Regions from separate parts of the Mus musculus genome. Here region 2 is linked to region 1. Evidence: chromatin contacts called from public Hi-C data. All regions are on one chromosome and are shown on one strand. Each heading gives the region's core, a stretch centred on a gene start, on an enhancer-like site or on the middle of the called end of the contact. The rest is flanking DNA. Distances are from core to core; before and after follow the strand shown. Region 1 has its middle 9.0 kb from the start of Gm39741. Region 2 has its middle 22 kb from the start of Gm26203.

Region 1 (3,816 bases), core at 750-3,249:
CTGAGGATGTCACTGACCCAGATGACATACCAAGATACTTCCAAAGCCCCAAGTGTATCACACAGGCTTGTGTGGGGGTAAAAACCAAACACGTGGTCATTTGCTCGAAGAGCCTTTGCCTTCACCTGGTTGGAGGCAATGACCTGAGCTAAATGAGTTCTTCATATTCCTTGATGATTCTATAGTGGCTCTTGCCCTTCCTGTCAAGACCTAATGAGTTACAAATATCCTCAGGCGAACTCTAGTTATCCAATGATATCCTGGGTGTTCACAGCCTCACAGTTTGACAGCAAAGATATATATCCTCACCATATGGATGTGTCCTAGTTAACGTTGCCAACTTCTGACAGGAGAGTGTTGGTTGAGGAACTGCTAAAATCAGATTGGTCTGTGGGCACATGTGTGTGTGTGGGATTATATCAATTATTAATTTACACAGAGGGCCTAGCCCATTATGGGCAGCACCATCCATAGGCAGGTGGTCTTAAGCTGAATTAGAAAGCCAGTTGAGCATGAGCTTGTGAGCAAGCCAGAGAGCAATCCAGTAAATAACATTCCTTCATAACTCCTGACCTGACGTCCCTCAGTGACAGACGACTGCCTGGAAATTTAAGTAGACAAACTCTTAAAGTTCCCTCTTTAAGTTCCTTTTATTTGGGGTGTTTTATCACAACAACAGAAAGAAAACTAAAACAGGGCATAATAACCTTCCTAGATCTAGTCATTACCATAGATGGTTACCCATGGATGTGGCGAGGCCCCAAAGAATAAACGGTAGATTCTTGACAGCAAAGAATAGCTTAAGAAGAAAGTGGGAGTGTGAGTTTTAGATTTTAAGTGATGAGAAATGGAATCTGTCAGTAAGACATAGAGGAAGAGGTTGCCCTGAACCTCTGTGTTACTGTGCACAGCTTGGCTGGGGGAAGAGAGCTACAGGCCAGTCTTATGAGTTGAGCTTTCCTAAAAATAAATCATATTGTACCTTTATTGATGATGATAATAATTGTAATCACCTCTGCACACCAAGAAGTTCCTGACATATGCATTTACCTATCAGTGTAATACCAATGCAGCAGTGATCTCTCTCCAGGGATCAGGGTCCAACGATAGGAGCAGTTGCTCCTGCCATCTTCTGTGCTTTCTCCACTGCACCTTGCCCACAGTAGAGTTCCCAGCAGCCATCTGCTCAGCATGAGCCCTGTTCTCTTGCCCTCAACTGGGTCAGAGATCACATGTAAAATTGTGTTCAAAGGGAGACCCAGGCTTTCGGTGAGACAGAAGCTGTAATGTGGAAACAGTGGGTGGGTGTAGCCTGCTGTTCTGTGACAGAGGTGGGGAAACAGGAGGAAAGGAAGCAGATGCCCAGAGAGGAGCTGAGATTGGGACAGGCATCTCTTGGCTGGGACTGGGGAGCTGCCCACTTCTCTGGTTTTTACTGTTTCTGGAATCTGAAACTTTCCTATCCTCTGGCGGTAAGGAACAGTGTGAATCTGTACCTTCATGGATCTTTGACTTTCTGAAGCCTGGGCAATGGTATGAGAACTATTTTTTTTTCCACTAACAGGCTTTGACCTTTGTTGAGTAAGAAGACAGAGTCTAATATGTTTGCCTGGAAAGACCAACCTCAGGGCCCTTCAGCTCCTTCCTGTCTGTCCTATGGCAGCTTTGGGGACATTTCCCCAAAGGAGGTGTGGCAGAAGTGCCCTTTGTCTTGTCAGTGTGGCTTCAGGCCCAGCGCTCTCCTGAGCATAAGCTGGCTTTTACTTGTGGTGTTCAACAGACCATTTTCTCTTGAAGGAGGTGGGTGCCCCAAGCTGTTTTCACAGGTAGTGACATACAACAGAAGCAGTTCCTTGGACAGCTGGGGCTTAGTCTCTGGCAGTGACCCCAGTACTGCCTTTCTCTGCCTTCAGTCCCCATTTCTGCTGGGCACAGGCCTAGCAGTCAGAGAGGTCACCTCTCTGTCCCTTTCTACGCCTCTTCTTGACCTTTGCCCACAGACTCTGCACCTGGCCAGCATCACCAGGAACCTTGTACTGACCTCTGGGAGGTTTCTCATGCTGCAATCTACTATCATTTGCTCAAGCACCTGACTTCCTGTCTATCTGGGAGCCTGGAGGCCTGTGTCCTGGTTGGTTTTGTGTCTCTGGCCTCTAGTATGTGTGAGAGCTTAGCAGTGTCTATAAACATCTGTGGAGTAAATGACTAAGTGAACAAACAAATGATTAAACCAGCTCAAGTCCGTTCCCTTCACTGCCCTTCCATCCTGACATTGTGAATCTGCTGGTTTTCTCTAGTCATGTTTGTGGGGAAGGAGTATATACGTGTGTGTGCATGCATGGACACAGGTGCACTCAGTTGTGGACATGCATGTGGAAACCAGAGGTTGCTGTCTTTCTCTACTGCTTCTTAGCTTGTGAAACAGAGTCTCTTACTACACCTGGAGCCCACTTGGTCAGACTGTCCGTCCAGTCAGCCAGCCTATGGGGTTCACCTGCCTGTTCCTCGCTCACACCAGGTTACAGATGTGAGCTGCCAAGCTCAGCGTTTACACCAGTGCCAGAGATCTGAACTCAGGTCCTCAAATCTGTGCAGCAAGCACTCTGCCCACTGAGCCATCTCTCCAGCCCCTGGTGTTTCTTTCTGCTTTGTTAAAAATTTAAATTGTATTTATTATGTGTTTTGTGATGTGAGTGTTGGGTATACAGCACACGGCTTGCTGCTGAAAGTCGGAAGACAACTTTCCTGTTTCTCTCACTCTGTCTTTATGTGTGTCCAAGGATCCGACTCATCTGGCTTTCATGGCAAGTGTGCTTGTCTGTTGATCCATCTCCCTGACCACTGATGTTTCTGTGATAGTAGTTCTATCTTTTTTCTTCCCTATATGAAAGACTATGAAACAAAGGCCTTTCTTTTCAAACCTACTAGCACTATTTTTAGAAATGTGTGTGTGTGTGTGTGTGTGTGTGTGTGTGTGTGTGTGTGTGTTTGAGAGAGAAAGAGAGACAGACAGCAATAGACAGGACAGACAGAAAAACAGACAGAGAGCGAGAGAGAGACAGAGACAGAGAGAGAAATTTGTTTTAGTTGTTTTGGTTTTACAAAGATGTCAACAGCAACCCTCTTTGCACTCCTTCTCTGTTGGGGAGTTTCGTAAACCATAATTACTTTCCTGCCCTGTCCTTGCCCCTTCCCTCCTGTGGCCTATGGTCACCACTTCAACTCAAATGACCTTTGGCATGAACAATCAAGAAAAGGTTTTGCTCAAACATCAGAGAGAGGGGCAGTCAATTAGTTGTCCTGGCTGCACACTGGGAAGTCCTCCAGGACACATTCCTGCCCTTTGTCACTTGCTGAGAGGAGCAAACAAAGCTGCTGGTAGCTCACCAGTGTCCTGGCCAGTCAGGCAACAGATGTGCCTGGTCTGCAGTGACCTCCCTGGGGGACACACACCCCTGCCTGCCGTTGCTATGTCTCTGAGGCCACAGGCTGCTTTTCCTTCCCACTACAAGGCAGGGAGAGGGGCAGAGTGGCTGGCTCCATCCTAAGGCTGTGGAGGATAGAGGGTGAGGAGAAGAGAGGGCGCCAAATAGGAGAAACTCTCTGCAGGGCTGGACCACCTCTCACAGTACTCTTCTTTCTCCCAAGGGACCCTACCCATCGCGTTGCCAGGTGACCCACACTGCATTGCTTCCAGGCCCCTAGGTTCTCTGGGCAGCAACAGCTCTGCTGTCATCCTGGTCCGCATCACCTTCTTCAGGTGGCAGAATGGTTCCTGGAGGGATGGGTCTGTACAGAGGGGATTCACAGAGAGGG
Region 2 (3,741 bases), core at 343-2,842, 150 kb after region 1:
AGAGAACCTTCCATCACCAGAACTTCCAGTTTGATGTTTTTTTCTTGGTTCCATGCACACTGGGCACATCTCTGCTGTGTCCTGTAGCAGTCATGCCAGAAACTATTGGTCTGTATCCCTTATGATCCAGAGGTGAGCTCCTACCTCCTTTCCCCCTGCTGTGCAGTGGCAGTCTCAGTACAGAGAAGGTGTGTGCCAACAAGCAATGGGCTTGCAGTTTGGCTCTGCTGGGGCAAACTGTAGACAAGACCAGAGACCTTGTGGAGAACGGGGTGCCCCAGCTTCACTGCTCCAGCTAGTGGGATGGAAGTCTACACAGGCCTCCACAGCCGCAGTTCCCAGACATCTTTTGCTTGCTTATTTTCCAGCTCCCCTCAGTGGAACTCACTGTTGGCTTACTTGGCACCCTGGGCCATTTGGCCTTCAGTTAGGCCCAGTCTCCCAGGTGCTGGCCAGAGTCCAAGGTAATCCTTGAGATCACTCTGAGTGTTGTTGGTAAACGACCCAGGAGATTAGGTTACTGCTGGATAATGTTCACTGCCTTTGTTCAGATCCACGTGATGTTGCAGGAGGAGGGACATGGGGTATGAATTATTGAGGAAATCTCGGGTTCTCACCGATTCCCTGGTGATGCTGATATGCCCCGAAACCCGAGAGGAGTGACCCTTGGGTGCTACAGCTAGGATTGAGTACGAGTCAGAGCCAGCCACGGATTGAGACCCAGAGTCTAGAAGTTCATCACAGCCCCATGTGGGAAGCCCTGAGCAGATAGGAGTTCCTAAAAGATCTGCAGAGAGGAAGGAATGGCCCACGGACAGAAACCCAGCTGAAAATCACTCTAGCTTCGGGTGCTGTGAAGACTAAGAGAAAACAAGCCTGACTCCTCCTGGAAGAGCTCAGGGGAGGCATGGTCACCCCTAAAAAGATACTCAGTTCATTGTGGGAGGCCTGATAACAAACAAGGTCCAGGCAAAACTTAAACACCAAGCAGGAGGCCAGAACTAGCCAAGCTGCTGTAGGGGCCCAGCCCAGGATTAGTACCCAGGCAGCCCCACTCCCCTGAGGCCTCTATATAGTCCAATGCAGAGCCTTTGCAAAGCATTCTGGGAACCAACTTGTTTCCTACTCCCTTGGAGCATCGTGAGATGCAATGGCTGCCAGGGTGTTGTTTGTAGCCTGTTGTCTGGGCTGCTATCTGGAAGACGGGGGAAGGAAGGAGAGAGGAGAGGCTGCACAGCATCCATTTCCTGTTTTCCTTTCCTTGTTAGGAGGCAGCTCACATGTTTGCTTAGGCTTCTGGCCACCTGCACTTTGACTCATAGTATCACAGACAGCTACGTTGCAAGAGTGTGTGTGTGTGTGTGTGTGTGTGTGTGTGTGTGTGTGTGTGTGTTTGAACCCACCAGGTCTGAGGTGCAACTCTACAAGCCTGGTATTTGCACACTTGTACATCTGTGCATGGGTGTGGTCAGCTGTGATAACTCCTGTTTTTCCCAGGTGGTCCTTGTGCATATAACCTCGTGCTGTGTTCATGCTCTGAACCTTCTTTAGCGAACACACTGAAAGTTTCCTCTCCAGGTTCAAAGTTCAGAGCTTGATGACATCAGTTTAATATGCTGGTCAGTGAGCTACGGGGCTCCATCTCCACCTCCCAAACCTGCACCATGTCCGGCTTCCATCCCTTTCAACTTTTGCATGATGTGCGAAGTCTTTCCCAGAATACTGGTGGTGCCTCCTCTTCTGCTCATTCATTCTACAGACCAGCTGTGCATCTCTCAAGCCACTGTGGGTTGAGAAGCAGAGACGAGTAAGATCTGGTTTCTGTCCTCATGAAGTATGCACTCATCATGAAGAAAGACCTCAGCTCTGCTCGGCTGCTCAGAGGCAGACTCTGATAAGCCACAGGGAAGGAGGCGTATCCCCCAGAGGGACGCAGGGAAGGGGGGAGGGAAGGGGGGCACATCCCTCACAGGGACACAGGGAAGGGAGTGGGCATATACCCTACCTTCCTCCAGAAACCTGGAGGCCCTTCTTTGAGGTCGCTCTTCTGGCACCAAAACTAGGAGAGGTTTAGTCTTTACTAAGAAACGAGGCCTGTTCCTTAGGCCACCAAGTTTGTAGAAGTTTGTCACAGTAGGTACAGGAGATGAATGTGACAATGTATAACCGAGCATTTACAAAGGTTCAAGTGCAATTCAGCACAGAAGGCAGTGGGCAAATGGGGAGAGGCAGCTGGACACTCATGCGGGTGAGTTCACAACCTTCCACAGCTTTTGACATACACAAAACAAACTCGAAATGGGTCAAAACCTAAATATAAGCAGAATAGTGGCACATGCCTGTAACCCTGACACTCGGGAGGCAGACACAGGAGAATCATGAGTTCAAGGCCAGTCTGAGCTATGTAGCTAACCAATGTTTCACACAAGTAAACAACCAAACTCAAAGGAAAAATGCTGATTGCAAAGCCAAAGTCTTGGCGGAACGTGGCAGCGCGTTCTGTAACCCAGGCACTGAGAAGGTTAAGGCAGGAGGATTGCAGAGAGTCCAAGGCCTGCATGGGCTACAACGTGAATAGCATGCCAGCCACGGCTCAAAAAATAATCACAAAGCCAACCAAAAATACTAAGTATAAAAACAAAACCATGAAACCCTTGTAGAACCACACAAGAAAACCTGGTGCTCTCCTGAGAGGCAGGGTTTCTTAGCCATGATACCAAGCATGAGCCATGCAATTTAAAACTTTATCAACCTGACAACTTAACCTAAAAGTCTCTGTTATCATTTTAATTTTTAATGTCATTTTTAATGATGGATCTTAAATGTTTTAACCTCCCTAGTAGCCCATCATCTACCAGAGGTAGTGGAGAAGAAAGGAAATGGGGGCGGGGGACATGGACCTGTTCAGAAATTGTTCTTTGTAGTAAATCTCATCTGTGTCCTCAGGAAACTAGTCGTTTAGTTCACAGGTGGGCAACGACAGCTCGATCCACTTGCTTTACGGGTATACCAGTAGTCCAATCTGGTAATGTTGGGGTAGCATCGGCAGTGACAGACCTAGCAGGAAGTGCCAGGCCTTAGTCGACACAAGTGGACAGGAAGGACCAGAGCCAATAGGAACATCAAGGAAAGTTCTCAGCTGTGCCTCTCTCAGCGAATCAAAATGAAGATCAATGAAGACGTGAGACCAATAAACGTTTAGCTATACAAACAATCCGAGCTCAGCCTTCTTCATTGTCTGTCGATATCGATGTCACAAAGTTGGACATTTTCACTGGACGAGTAAGACAGAAGACAAAGTGGGGAGAGGGCAGAAAAACACCAAGGAAGATTCTAATGAAGCCAGTCCGCCATAGGTGTAGCTGTCTTGGCCATCTTGGTTGTCACCATGACTACATCTGGAATCAACTAAACCCAAGTGGCTTGGCACACCTGTGAAGGCTTTTCTTAAGCATATTATTTGAAATAGGAAAGCCCACCTTCAGTCTGGTCCAGACCTTTTGGTGCAGCCCAGATAAAAGGTTGTGGAGAAGGAAGCTTTGTTGTTTGCTTACTTGCCCTTACTTTCCTGGAAAGTTCATCTATCCTGGGGTGTGGCCAGTGTTAAACCTATTTCATCAGGATTCCAGGGCAAACCGGAGGCTCTTCAGGGCTCTAGGCCAAGGGAAACAGCCTTGAGGACTGAACCAGATTCTCAGCCTTTCTGTCACACCACAGCGGCTGTTGAGCTAGCTCTCCAGA

What was found. Hi-C and Micro-C count contacts between places; a contact is called where the count stands out from the background.
Region 2: a Hi-C map of liver shows a contact between it and region 1, with 1.8 times the contacts expected there. The contact joins two enhancer-like sites. A contact is called at or near these places in 12 of 484 Hi-C or Micro-C datasets (8-cell embryo, CD4 T cells, the G1E-ER4 cell line and 7 more) and 1 of 115 datasets of contacts at active chromatin or transcription factors (pancreatic cancer cells).

What each region holds. Positions count from the first base shown.
Region 1 is chr1:191,638,287-191,642,102 of GRCm38.p6, forward strand. No RefSeq gene overlaps it. Among named protein-coding and RNA genes, the nearest start is that of Gm39741, 9.0 kb to the right of the region's middle. Within about 2 kb of position 2,000, at least 55 of the 459 cell types and tissues checked have an H3K27ac peak or open chromatin away from gene starts, as enhancers often do. A contact at or near this core is called in liver, where this site is marked.
Region 2 is chr1:191,792,734-191,796,474 of GRCm38.p6, forward strand. No RefSeq gene overlaps it. Among named protein-coding and RNA genes, the nearest start is that of Gm26203, 22 kb to the left of the region's middle. Within about 2 kb of position 1,593, at least 37 of the 459 cell types and tissues checked have an H3K27ac peak or open chromatin away from gene starts, as enhancers often do. A contact at or near this core is called in liver, where this site is marked.